3 separate regions of the Mus musculus genome follow, and regions 2 and 3 are each linked to region 1. A link is a contact called in public promoter capture Hi-C data. All regions are on one chromosome and are shown on one strand. Each heading gives the region's core, a stretch centred on a gene start, on an enhancer-like site or on the middle of the called end of the contact. The rest is flanking DNA. Distances are from core to core; before and after follow the strand shown. Region 1 holds the start of Tbc1d8b (TBC1 domain family, member 8B). Region 2 holds the start of 4930513O06Rik (RIKEN cDNA 4930513O06 gene). Region 3 holds the start of Frmpd3 (FERM and PDZ domain containing 3).

What was found. Promoter capture Hi-C pulls out the DNA fragments that hold promoters and counts their contacts.
Region 2: a contact with region 1 is called in a promoter capture Hi-C map of liver, with 2.6 times the contacts expected there. The contact joins the promoter of 4930513O06Rik here to the promoter of Tbc1d8b in region 1. A contact is called at or near these places in 10 of 39 promoter capture datasets (the 3T3-L1 cell line, cranial neural crest, frontonasal cranial neural crest and 5 more).
Region 3: a contact with region 1 is called in a promoter capture Hi-C map of embryonic stem cells, with 2.4 times the contacts expected there. The contact joins the promoter of Frmpd3 here to the promoter of Tbc1d8b in region 1. A contact is called at or near these places in 2 of 39 promoter capture datasets (both in embryonic stem cells).

The regions. Positions count from the first base shown.
Region 1 is chrX:139,683,418-139,688,192 of GRCm38.p6, reverse strand. Tbc1d8b (TBC1 domain family, member 8B) reads right to left here and starts at 3,197. Exons shown (of 21, transcript NM_001081499.2): 1 at 2,883-3,197. The coding sequence starts at 3,012.
Region 2 is chrX:139,083,985-139,088,302 of GRCm38.p6, reverse strand. It overlaps 4930513O06Rik (RIKEN cDNA 4930513O06 gene), which reads right to left and starts at 2,060. Exons shown (of 4, transcript NM_029174.1): 1 at 1,908-2,060. It overlaps Serpina7 (serine (or cysteine) peptidase inhibitor, clade A (alpha-1 antiproteinase, antitrypsin), member 7), which reads left to right and starts at 3,084. Exons shown (of 6, transcript NM_001382372.1): 1 at 3,084-3,115.
Region 3 is chrX:140,340,934-140,345,634 of GRCm38.p6, reverse strand. Frmpd3 (FERM and PDZ domain containing 3) reads right to left here and starts at 3,372. Exons shown (of 15, transcript NM_001320946.1): 1 at 3,246-3,372. The region is part of intron 3 of Gm32113 (predicted gene, 32113); the gene reads left to right.

The DNA of each region.
Region 1 (4,775 bases), core at 1,948-4,447:
ACAACTTTGGGTATAACAAAAAATTTTTTACAAAAGTTCCATTCTGCTGTAACCTAGGATAACTAAGAAAGACAAAGTTTGATAAATGATCAGTAATCTAACCAGATGCCCACTAAAAATATCTTATAATTCTAGAAAAGGGACCTTGGGACTCTAATGTGAAGATTCTTTTGAGAGAATCATCATTATGAAAGAAAAATTAGTTCACCAAGCTTAGTGTGGTAGTGAATACCTATCATACCAGCATTTGGGAGGATGAGGAAGAAAAACTGTCAGTTTGAAGCTGGCCTGAGCTATATAATTAGACTCCCCCACTCAAATGGAATCAACTAAATTTCATCAAATCTATACTCAAGATATAATATTATGGGGGTGGGGATTACTCCCAATCATCGCATATCAAAGAAAACAAATTTTAAAGTACAATTATTAACATTTCTCAAAGGTCACTGTCATTTCTCCATTATACCAAACATAAACTAATCTTATAAAGGGATAGTACGTAACACGACAACATATCAAATACATAAAATGGGCAAAGGCAGGTTTATGCTGGCCTATACTGATGCTCTGATGAAAGCTAATGGAAATGAGGACAGCACAGCTCTTAGCTCCACAAGTTTAACTAAGAAGGCAGTAGTTAGGCAGCCATGAAAATCAGCATACACTTTTGCTCTGAACCAAACGGAACAACAACAACAACAAAAACATTTAAAATATCTCTTTGCTCCTTTTTGAGTTATTTTGTTAAATTTATATGACTTTGGTGGTTATTTCAGGCATGTTATTGTCACAAGGAAAACAGTCATGCAGATACAAATTGACTATAAGTTACTCATCACAGCACATATCTGCAAGTGATAGAAATTTTCATTTATTTCTTCAGACGAAGTTCCTTGTGTTCTAGCAATGGGGAACTAATAAAAGAGGTGAGTGGGGTAAAGAGAAAATCCATTTTAATTGACCTGTTTGATACCACAGAGAAAGGGGGATGGGACCCTCACAGATGTGAAGGGGGAATGGGTTGAAGAACTTTGGGAGGGGGGACCAGGAGGAGGACAACATTTGGGATGTAAATAAAGAAAGTAATTAATTTTAAAAAGAAATTTCTATTTGAATGAAACTGTCATTTCAATGAAAACTTTTCTCTAAAACAACTTGTAATTTTTAAAGTTCAGGAAAAAATGTAAAATGCTACTTTTATTATAGGGGCAATTTTTGTTCCCATACTGCCTGAAGGCCCTTTTTAGAAGTTGGATAAGTCAGATGATTGTTAGTTGTAAAGTCATATATCTCATAGGACATATGAATTCTATCCACATTAGAGGAGGCTCGCCTTAACATAAACATACCTTTATGAACATTATCTTACAGTTTACACGCATATCTCCATAGAGTAAGCACCATTCTTTTTAGCCAAAGAAGATCAATGTCACATAAGCCACGAAACTTCTTCCTTCAACCCTTCAGTAGTCCTTTGGTTCTGATTCTATTTTTTTCTAGTAAACTAGTTAATCTTCCTAGTCTACTTCCACCCTCCTCTCTCAACCCAGCACTTTAAAGGCAGTGACCAAAATTATAATTCTAGCACAAAGTGGTACCTTAAGATTGCATATATGAGACTTTATACCCCATCATAGGTGGAATCAAGAGTGGTAAGGCAGGAGTGGGTGATTGGTTGAAGGAGCACCCTCATAGAGGCAAAGAGGAGGGGGGCAGGGAGATATGGGATAAGGGGGTGTGGAGGGGAAACCAGGAAGGGGGATAACATTTGAAATGTAAACAAATAAAATGATCAATAAAAAAAGAATCTCAGAAGAGAAAAGCAGTTTAAACCCACCATAAAAAAAAAAGATTGCATATATGAAAGAATTTGATCAATGCCATCCAACAGGCAAGAGGTAAGGATATGATCAAAATTCAGGTGGTCAGATTTTTGCTTCTTCCCTCTACATCACCCTCCCCAAATTAAGCTGCTCCACCACTTCAAAGCCCTAATACCAAACTAAGAATTACCATGAAAAACAGCTCTTGTCTCTCCAAGGTCCAAATTTGTAAAAAGCCCCTATGGAAGACTAAGGATCTAAAAACAGCCTTCTTTGTAATCTTCAGACATGGACCAGTTTTGAATTAAGATTAACAACTGTGGGAGACTGGCTTAGAAGAGTTGAGTCTCCTTCTTGTTTAATTGGTTTGGTTTACACATCTTTGAAAGAAGGGGCAGAGCCAAACTCACTGGAGAGAAATGTACTCTTAGAAGAATACAGGGATTCCAAGGGTTGAAAACTTGGATATAGCAAAAGACGCGAAACTGAGAGGAGGTGAGTAATTCTGAGGGCTACTCCTTCACTTCCCCAGCATCAAGCAGCCCCATGCCCCGACCCAAATCTCACTTGCAGCCTCTCTCTCAAGGTGTGATTGGGGCACTTCGTTCTCCTTAGGATTCCCATGTCCTAGCAATGCCCCTCACACACTCGCACTCACTCCCTAGGGTGGTGATTATTTGTATAGGTTTTGGAAAAAAAGTTAAGTCCACACCCGCGAACCCGCTCTCCTCGCCTGTCTTAACGGGACTAGTCTAGCTAGCGCACTGCACTGCCCATCAGCCCCCTTCGCCATGGGAAGCGACCCATCAGGTACTGGAAACCCCCTTAGCTTCTCCTATCGCGGTAAGACCCAAAGAGCAACTGGGAGTCCTGTGCAAGACAGTCAGGACGCGGTGGTAGCAGAGGAAAGGTGGTGGCGGGAGCAGAATTCCCCAGTCAGTCGCCCTGGGTTTAAGATGAGGCAGCGGGCAGCGACGAGTAACTGTTTGCCTTGCCACCTATTCAGTGACAGCGGACCCAGCCCTAACGCAGGTGTAGCTGGCCACAACCTCTTACCTGTAAGTCCCCCTCCTCCTTCTTCCCCGTAGCCTCGACGCCTTTGCAGGACAAAGTACTCGTTGGATCTTTCCATCAGCCACAGCTTCAGCGCATTTTTCAACAGCACTTCCTCGGGCTTCAGCCACATCTTGAAGAACTTTGTGCCGCCTCGGGAACGGAGGCGACCTATTTGTCCTCCTCACCTCCACCCTCCCAGCCTGTCTTTACCCCTCTACTTCTCCTCCCACCAAGTCTTCCGTTGGCGGCGGCGCCTCCGGAGGTTTTCCACACTTCCCCCAACCGTGCCTTCTCTCCCACGTAGGCAGAGAGAGTGCCAACTCCCTCCCACGGAGCTACTGCCAGACTGGGAAATAGCCCCGCTTCACCTCCTCTTGGGAGTTGTAGTTTTCTATCCACTTTTCCCGTACCCGGTCTAATATAGCCCTAGACTACATTTCCCACAATGCACTGGGTTACTAGTTGGGTGGGTTGGGGGCGCCTTTGAGGCGCTCCCGCCACCAGTTAAGTGAGTTTAGCCTGTGTAAAGTTAAAGAGGGTTTTCTTTTGTCTTTTTGCTTCAAATAAGCTAACCCCGTGTATGACAGCAGTGTTCCTAGTTCTTTTATAGTGAGAGGACTAGTTTGTTGAAAACAAAGTTTCCGGCATTTTTGAGTAATGGCCCATCCAGGAAGCAGTAGCCTGCAGCAACTTCCATTTACTTTGCGCCTATTAGGTAGTAGGTGATTTCTCAGGTAATCCTCAGGGAAATCTTTCAAAGTGGATCCTCCGCTTTGCTCGCTAAGCGCTAGCAAGCGAAGTTACTTACCCACGCTCTCACAGTGGGTGAATAGACTTGTTATTCAAAAGCCTTGCCTAAATTAAATTCTGTCCATTCATACCAGAAGAATGTAAATCTCAGAAAACACTTCTTCACACACACACACTTGCGATTATCCCTTCCCCCATGCTGCCTCTGTTTATTTGACTACTGGCTGAAAAATCTCTACTCCAACTTTTTAGGTATTTCTTTTTTTTTTTTTTAACCTTAAAAAACAAACAAACACCCGAAATTCCTTGCAGGGCAGGGCAGCCTATTTTCTTGATACCTTGACAATGCTGCACAACAGCCTACGCACTAAAATGAAAGAGTTCTGCTGTGAGGAATTATTTGAGGGCTGGTTGTTGTTATTGTTGTTGTTAGGATAACTCAATCCCGACAGGAAAAGAATAGAGTGAAAGTGAAAACTGGCTTACAGAAAGAATGCAAATAAAAGGTCCTGAGAAGTTGGCAAGGTATTCAAAATAAAGATATAGGGCCATGTGGCTAAGACAATGGACTGGGACACTCAGACTAGGAGTCCTGGAGCCAGTGAACTCTGCCCCAAGGAGTGTCTCCAGGCTAAATCTTCCAAGACTTGGGCGGTTTCTGGCGAAGCAGGTATATGTCACAAGCAAGTATTTATTTTTGTGGAAGAAAAACGCAACCATCACCACCACCAACAAAGCAAAATCCCAAGGCAGAGTGTTTCCTAGCGCAAAGTCACCCTTTGAAGGTGTATTAAGGCACATCGTTTCTCCATTTCTTCACAGTAAAAGGTCAATAAATGCAGCAAATGTGGATAGCCTTTGTCTTCCTTCATTTGTACAGTTCCAGCCGCCATTGTCCGTCAGTATGCTTATGGTTCTAGTTATGGCAAAGAGCATCAGGATTGGATGGTTCCTTCTCTGTACGCTGAACCCAGCCAGGGCTACCCAGATACTCTGTCTTAAGATCAGGCCCACTTCCAGCTTGGAGCTGGAGCTGGGGATTTAGAACACTTTTGCATTTATAAACAAACACTTCACTGATTGTATAAAGAAAACAGTTTTCAAATTGAATTATGTCTATTGCGCTAAAATTTGTCTTGATCA
Region 2 (4,318 bases), core at 811-3,310, 600 kb after region 1:
TTTTCTTAGTCTCATGAAGCTGTTTCTCCTTTGCTTAAAGACCCAGGACTTACAAACCTTTAAACCTTATATAACCAGAAGGAAGCTACTTTGCTTCTCTTACCATTCCATACCTGTTATTTTCTCTACATCTATATACACAATGAGGTCCCATTCTTTCTCTTAGACTATTTGGGAGGTCAAATATCAAATGAAACCAGGAGGAGAAGTGTAAGCATGAAAGTAACTGAATAAATATTAAACATTTATAAAATAAAATTTGGAAGGTATTGTATGGCAACAAATTAGGGTATTTATCAAAATTAATGTACATAATTTGGGATCTTAATGAATTAATTGAAATGGTAACACTTTTAAGTTATGTTCTAGTCACTGTGCTATTGAGATTAGCTTAACACAATGCTAAAACTATGCTAAATATAATTATAAGAGGAGAGACCTTAGATTAAATATCCTATAGTGGGGAGAGGGAACTTGTAGAGTCTACCTCTAGTGGAAAGACAGGGCATCAAGTGAGGAATGGGTTTACCATTCTATGGTTAAAAGCTCTGACCCAGAATTGTTCCTGTCTAAAGGAACCACAGAGACAAACAGAGGAAAAGAACCTGTCCAGTGACAGGCCCAAATTGGGGTGCAGCTCAAGAGGAGGCCCTAGGACTTGACACTGTTGCTGATGCTATGGTGTGTTTGCAGACAGGCACCGAGCATGGCTGCCCTACAAGAGGCCCAACAAACAGCTGAGTCAGATGCAGATACCCAACCAGGACAACACCTGGATAGAAGCTGGGGATTCCTGTGGTTGAATTGAGGAAGAGCTGGAAGAAGCTGAGGAGGAGGGTGACCCCATGGGAAGACCAGCAGTCTCAACTAACCTGTATCCCTGAGATCTCTCAGACACTGAGCCACCAGTCAGGCAGCATATACCAGTTGATATGAGGCCCCCGACAAATATACAGCAGAAGACTGCCTGGTCTGGCCTCAGTGAGAGAAGATATACCTAACCCTCGACAGACTTGGGGCCCCAGGGAGTGGGGAGGTCTGAAGGGGTAGGAGGGTAGAGGGGTCAGGGGTGGGAGGGTGGGAGGATGGGTACATCCTCTTAAAGAAGGGAGGAGGAGGTATGGGATGGGGAGCCGTCAGGGGGTAGACTGGGAGAGGGATGAAGAGTGGACTGTAAAATAAGAATAAAAGAATAAAAAAATTAACAAAAGAATGTGTTTGCTGAAAGCAGAAGTATAGGTTGTATATTTCAGTGAGAGGAGAAACCAATTTCTGCTGATGAAATGGAAAAGAATTAGGAGTTTTTGAAATCTCAGAATGGGTAAGGTAGGCACTGTGAAATGAGCTTCTGAACAATATTTTTGTATAGTTTCAGTATGGTTTTGATGTGTCTGCTAAGAGTTCATGTGTTGAAAGCTTGGTCTTCATCAAGTAGAGGTACTGGGAACTTTGTGAAGTAAGGTTTGGTATTAGACTATTGTCCACTTTCCTTAGGAGGGATCAAGTCAGTGCTTGGTGTGTACTTGACTAAGTTCTTTTAAAAATTGGTTGTTTTAGTTTTCAGCTGTTGTCTCATTGTGTAACCCACTGGCTTAAAATTCATAATTTGATCTTCCTGCCTCTGTTTCCCTAGTATGTATGTATGTATGTATGTATGTATGTATGTATGTATGTATGTTTGTATGTATGTATGTATTATGTATGTATGCCAGTAGGTAAGTATGTATATGTATGTGTGTATGTAGTATGTATATATGTATGAATATATATATATATGTGTGTGTGTGTGTGTGTGTGTGTGTGTGTCCCATCTGATTCCTTAAGTTAATTTTCATTGAAAACCTGAACCTATGCCATTGTCCAAATATGCCACCAGAGGGCACAGGTTTAGAATTTTCTTTTCTTACCTTGTGTCTTCTCCAAGGGTTTACTGGATCTTACAGCATCTGAGAAAACAGAAAATATGTTGTATTATTAGGGTAGAATTCTAACTGAACTAAAAGTCAAGAGACTCAAACTTGGTATGGTCTTTCTCTGGGACCAGTGACCATCCTGTATGTGAGATGTGACCAACTGAGTTTGGGAAGTGGGGTCATGAGATCATAATGACCACTATGATGAAGTATGAATGCGCTGTATTAAGCTTTAAAACCCTAGTGCTCAATCTGGTGTTTTGTTACTATAGAGCTTTACTGTATTTGATTGAAAATGTAAATTACATAATATAGTCACCCTTACTGACCCCACTTTCTTTTCTACACCACCCCCAGTGTCTTCCCAATTGAGTTAAGTTTAAGTGTTTCATATTTATTTTAGATTTCAAGTCCTTCCATAAACTATATGTAGCATTAACTTGAACTAGCCCAGATAGTTCCCTACTCCCTTGATTAACAAATTGTCCCTTAAGGTAGTTCTTGAGGTAGCCATGTGGGAAATCAGATACTTTGTGTCTTGTCCTGTGCATGGTCAAATAGTAGAGAAGTCACTTTTATCAGTATCACTATACCTAGAAAGTGACAGAGGCTAAACTGGAGTTTCTGAATGAAATCTGTTTGTCTCATCTGCTTCTTTGTATTTAGCACACAGCCAATCTCAGTAAGAAGCTAGTAGTCTTAATTCCACATTCCTGGCCCCATTTGTACTATATTTTGGAGTCCTTGGGTTAGGGGGAGGTGTAGTGGATTTTAGTGATCAGAAGAAATGACGCGTTTCCCTTTGAGCACTAAAAAGCCTAGTTTCGACAACATGTTCTCCACATATACACAAACCATCCTATAACACCAATTCAAAAGAGTCCCCAAGTCTCTTGTCTGTAAACCTTCTTCTCAAATGTAATCATGGCCTAACACTGACAGGAAGAACTATTTTGAATGAAGTATGTATGCAGAAGCCAAATCTTATCTAAATTTTACCCAGAGTACAAACCTTAATTTTTAAGCCCTTTTTTTTCCACTTGGTCTTTGTTTTGTGCATCAGCTTTGCAAATGTCATCCCAGAGTTCATGGCATGGTTAATTTGTAACCAGGAATGCTCTAGTTTTGCAATAGAGGGCATGTTATAAAGACTGAATGGTGTTGCTATCTGAGAGATGCAAGTGGCTTCTTGGGCATGTGCTGTAAGTAGTTTTTCTCCTTGGGAACATTGAACATTGCTAACAAGTCAGAGGCCCAAATACCTGTGATTTTGTTTAGGAGGCAAGAGTGCTCATCTGATAATTGACCCTCTAACCAGCCTTAATGACTTTGATAGGAAGAGTACTCTGGTGATGAAGTAGAGATTTGACCTAAGAGTGGACGAAGGAAGGTTGGAGAGGATAAGAGGCCCTCTGTCCTGCTAGGAGCTGATAAATTCATTAAGGCCTTAAGCTTAGGCAATGGCAAGTGACTGTAGAGATGGAGTGAAAAGAAATTCATATGTATTTAGGCAGTATCCATTGGTCATCATGACCATTAGAGGTGATGAACAAAAACAAAGCAAGCCCTTTTGATCTGGGTCTGTCTATAAACAGTGGTGGAGTATATTGAGATATGGATTGAAAATGAAGGAGTAGGTTCGTGGAGTTAAGAGAGAGAAGGTGTTTACATTTGGAAACATATATTCCAAAGGAGGCTGAAGTCCTAGTGGATAAATAGCAACTGGGTAGATGAGTAAGGATTTTGTAAGACAGTATGGATTAGGAGGATTTCTATATTATAGCAGTTTATACCTAGGACAAGGCTACTCATAAAGAACATGACAGTCTTAGGAAGGGGTCTTATACTGGCCCCATGGATCTCTTCTTTTAAACTACTGGTGTATGATTATTGTGTCTCTACATCTGGCTCTTTGTTTCTTTGTACTGTTTTATGCTTAGAAAACTAATAATTCCAAGAAGATATGCATACTCAGAAGAATAAGATCTGTTAGAAGTGAGAAATGACTCTTCAGTTGGTACTAAAAGAATGAAGTCTCTAAAACATGAATGTTATACTTTCATTTTCCTCTTGTTTGAAAAATACTCTTGTGGCTCCCATACATTGCACAGGTGCATGAGTGTTGGTTTGTTATGTTGTACATGACTTGATAAACTATTGTTCTTCCAGCCCAACTAGTCATTTCTTGTAGGGGTTGTTCTCATTTTGTCATTTCAGAAATGTTACCTTAAGAAAACATCCATTTAAAATTGACATACACACTAACCAGACTTTTAATGTGCATGTAACATAAATAGAGGGAGTGCTTGTTCTGCCTAATGATTCGTCACACTCATAAACTGCCTTTAGTTCAAATGACAAGCAATTTGTTTTCCAGGAATGTAAATTAGTATCAGTATTTTCAC
Region 3 (4,701 bases), core at 2,123-4,622, 660 kb before region 1:
TCAAAACACTGTGTATGAATTTTCAACTTAAAAAAAAAGATCAAGAAAAGTGCTCATTTCTGAGGACTTTTGGTTACTGTACCCCAATTACCTATTAACCAAAAAGGCCCCTCTCTAAGCCTTCAGGTTTTGGCATTATAGTATACTTTTATTTTGATAGATTAAACTCCACAGAGACAGGGCTTTCTTGAAGAATAAGGCAAGTTCTCTTTCTGCTCCACCCTCTTATCAAAGGAAGGATGGCGAAGTCCCTTGCTGTAAAGGAGCGGCTCTCCTCTGCAGCTTTTCGATAGAATTAACTAATTCCTTCAAAATAATCTACTGTACACCTACTAGGTACCCAGCCTCTTCCTCCAAGGAGATTGCAGTCAAATGTGGAGGCAGGTATGTAAACAAACACAAAGCCACAGGTCACCTGGCTGCACAGAGGGCAGCAGAAGATGCTGTGGGAGCACGGAGAAGGTACCTCCCAGCAGATCTCCCTTATCCTTGCAGAGTAGTGAAGGTGAGAAGGACATTCCAGGAAAGGAATGTCAATTTTGACAGCAAATGAATAATAAGGAAGAGTCAGCAAAGAAGGACACCTCTGGGTATTTAAGCCACGGCAATTAGATGAAATTATAGAATAAATTCAAGCCAAAGTTTCATTTGAGCACCATCCCCCACTGACTCCTTTCATGTGGCCTTATGAAATGATGCAATGTACTCTCACGAGACCACAGAGATGAGCACCAGAGCCCTGCAAGCACCAGGCTTACCAGAGCATTTCTCATGCACCACCCTGGAACTATACTTGGATGCCCCCTATTATAGGAGCAGCAGGGAAGGTTGGCTTCCAGCAGGTTTAGTAAGATCCAGCCATAGTCCACACACTAAAGGCATGGAGCTCACATACCCGATTTTGTCCACATTTTGAAGAAGGTCTATTAAATGCGATCCCTCCAAATGGGCTGAGAAAATAGGAAATGAAAGGACCCCATTGAAGGGTTAGAAATAACCCAGGAACAGCCCAAAGGGGTCTAGTTACACATAGGTTTCAGCTCCCAGGGACCATTCTGGGATGGAGGCACAAGAATACTATTATGCATGTATGGACTGCAGCTTCTGCCACCCAAGTTGAAGCTTCAAAACAAGTCCCCTTCCCCCTCCTTAGGGAGTACAAAGTCAGTTTTGCCCCATCATTGCAAATATATATATATATATATATATATATATATATATATATATATATGTATGTATATATATATATGTATGTATGTATATATATATTTAAATTAACTTCTAACAGAGGTATTCAGATAGAGCCATAACATCGGATTAACAACTCCAAGCCAGCAAGCCAGACACTTGTTTAATTAATAAAACTTATAAAGCATAACAACTTATTGATGTTGCAGGCACGGCGCTTAGTACAACAACAAAACCCAAATCCATCTGAAACCCTGTCTTCTCCTGGAAGCCTGCTCTCTACCAATCTATGCAATTCCGTCTTTAGTGTAAAGGGAGCAGCGAGCAAAGAAAAAGAGAGTGGAGATTTCTGGGCAAATGGCTGGGGACTGTGGTAAGTACAAACTGCTCTTTTCATGATTAGATTTGTCCAAAACAGGTATGGTTTGGGGGTTATTGGATGTGGGTTGGAACTCTTAAGCCCCATTCCTTTGCCTATAAAGAGAGACTCATTATAGGACTCACTTCGAAGTACCCATGAAAAGATTTAATACATGAAACGAGCTGGCAAAGTAACTGCTCATTTATAGGATCTACTAGCAATTAATATTATCATTGGGCATCCAGTAATAGGATCTGCTGTGTCCTAACTCGCTGTTTGTCTTTCTCCACAGTTTGTAATGGGGGGGGGGGTAATTTGAAAAATTGATTCAACATTCTTTGGGACTGGGCCCTGACTTCAGAAATACAGAATTAAAATGAGTTTTGCCACAGGGAAATCAACCTGGTTTTTATTAGCCCATTAAAGCCAGCTTGTTACCAATATTTCCAATAGTTATCAATGGGGATATGTATGAAGAAAGAGTGGGTTGAAATCCTAGCCCTGCCCCTCACTAGTTGTTGGACTAGTCTTGACCCACCTCTCTATGCCTTGATTTCTTCATTTGTAAAAATGAATAATATTAGTATTTACCCTACATGATATTTGTGAAGAGTGAATAAAATACTGCATGTAAAGTGCTTAGTGCTATGCCTGGCATATAGCAATCTCCAAGCAAATGACAGCTAGAGTTGTTATTATTGCATATGACTTGTTACTACTGGGAGGTAAGCCTGACCAATGTAGTGGAGGGTCGAAAAACAGAGGGGAGATACTGGTCTTGTTATGTCTGCCCTAACACCGTCTGAATTTTACACAGCCTAGAGAAAATAGTGACAGGAATGTTCCTGCCAGTCTTACTTGCTAATGGATGATATTTCTGTAAATAATGCACCACCAGGTGGGTACAGTGGTCATGTTTCTCAGCCTGGCTGTGTTTGGAGAAAACTGAGGTCTCAGCTGCCCCCTCCCTATAAAGCAACACCGCGTCAGCATCCCCTGTGCACCTCCCCCACCGCCAAAGAGCACAACCTAGCCACTATGCCTGGGGAACTGAGGAGGGAGGCTAGAAGCCCAGACCTTTTCCCACTGGACTCAGTTGCCTGCAGGAGCCCAAAAGCTCTCACCTGGAAGGGATCCTGGAGGATCTGGCTGCTGCTGGCAGGGGGCTTTGGTTCCAACCCCTAGAAGCACTGCCCTCCCTCTCCTCCAGCTTTCTGCTCTCCTCGCCTCTCTACACCGTCTTCACTCCCCGCCCCCCACCCTCAGCAGGAAAACTTCCCGCTCCTGCAGCCACTTTGCCATGGATATCCAAACCTCTGCCCCGCGTGCATCTTGCCTTGCCATTTCCTCGTCCGTGGCTCCGCGAACCGACCCGAGGACCGCTTGGCAACTAGAAGGAATTCTTGGGGGGCTCGAGGTGGGGGATGGAGAGAAATGACACCCCCCGAAGCGCGAACTCTGTAATCCTCTGTCTTCACCCCCCCCCCCCCCCAAGCCCCGTCCTCCCTCTGTCCCGGGAAGGAGCGAGGAAGGGCCACTCACCCAGAAGGGGCATGTGCTAGACTGCCCCCAAGTCACTCTGAGGTGCCAGTGAGGACCCTAGCAATTTCTGCGGACCTCACAACCCCACACACGCCCAGCTATATGATCCTTTCCCAAGCAAGCCCTAGCCTGGCTTCTGGGGCACAGTACTTACTGTCGGGGACCCTCTCCAGGCCCGGTCTGCGTGGCTGCGGAGCCGGGAACCCTCCCTCTGTCTCTCCCGCGCACTGCCCCTGCCAGTGCCCAGCTCAGACACTGGCGGCAGCGGCGTCTGTAGGAAGAGAAAGATCACGCCTGCCTTAGAAACCCAGCCCCTGCTGTGACCAGAATCTTAAAGAACGAGGCGACTGGCTCAGCCCCAGAGCTGAGGCTGAGGTGATGAACTAAGCAGGGAGCTGAGAAACAGCCCCTCTTTTGCACCTGGATTCGGGACCTCGTGAGCAGTCTGGTGTCCCTGGAGGACCCCTCCCTCTGGGAACAGAGGTGTATGGATAATCCAGCTGCCGCTTGGCTGAGCACTTATTAAGATCTGGACACTGTGCTTTGCATGCATTTTCTCATCCCAGCGCCCTTTTCATTGTACACAAAACAAAACCGAGGCTCTGGGGAAGCAAAACAAACACCCCTGGAGATCAAGGGGAGAACTGGTGGGCTCAAGAAAGAAAACCCGCAGGGATCTTAAATTAGGGGGGTACCCGGAACAAACGCTGCTTTGTATTACTGCAAAGTGGTATCTGGAGACCAGTCTGTCTCTCTCTCTCTCTCTCTCTCTCTCTCTCTCTCTCTCTCTCTCTCTCTCTCCCCCCCCCCCCCCCGCCGGCCCCCATTTTTCTAACTGGACTAAAAACAAGTGGCAACTCCGGGCACTCTTCTTTAGCAGAGACAGCTCATTTCTTAATATTTGATAGATCTCTAGTATGTACCCGACTCCATGGTAGATAGAAAAGGGAGGAGGAGGGTGTTTGGATCCAGGTGGTCTTTTCTGAGACAAGCTCAGAGTCTCTGAAGTCTGGGTTGTTATGCTTGGAGTTCCTCAAGAAGGGGAGAGTGCTCAGGTCCTTTAAGAGGAGAGAGCAGCCAGTGTTCTCAAGTAACTCTCACAGCAGAACTTCAGAGTCACTGATGGGAGACCAGAGAAAAGCTTGTAGAGACATCTTGGGGAGGCTCTTCTTGAAGTGGGACTGATTCTGACTCCTCTCTGCTACTGGGTTAAGGGCCCATTGGATCAATTCCTCTGTGAAGGATGAGTGGAAGGCAGCTTTGTTAGGAAATCAAGTCCCATTGGCTTCTCTGTGGCTGTCACACTAGCCTTTCTTTGGCATTGCCATCTGTGAGTTGGGAAAGACCTCAAACTCCTTCTTTCATGGTCAAAATGATCAAATAGCATCACATTCGTATCCTATTTTAATGACTTAAGATCAGTAGAGCTGTGTGTGGTTGGCCTTATCTATAGTCTCAGACATCTGGGAAGGTGAGTATAGAGGATCACTTGTGCCCAGGAACTCAAGAGCAACCTGGGCGACATGGTGTGACCATTTTTTCAAAACAACAAGAAGGAGAACCATTGTAGAACTTGTTTCTTCCTTCCTTGCAGCAAATACTTATTAGCA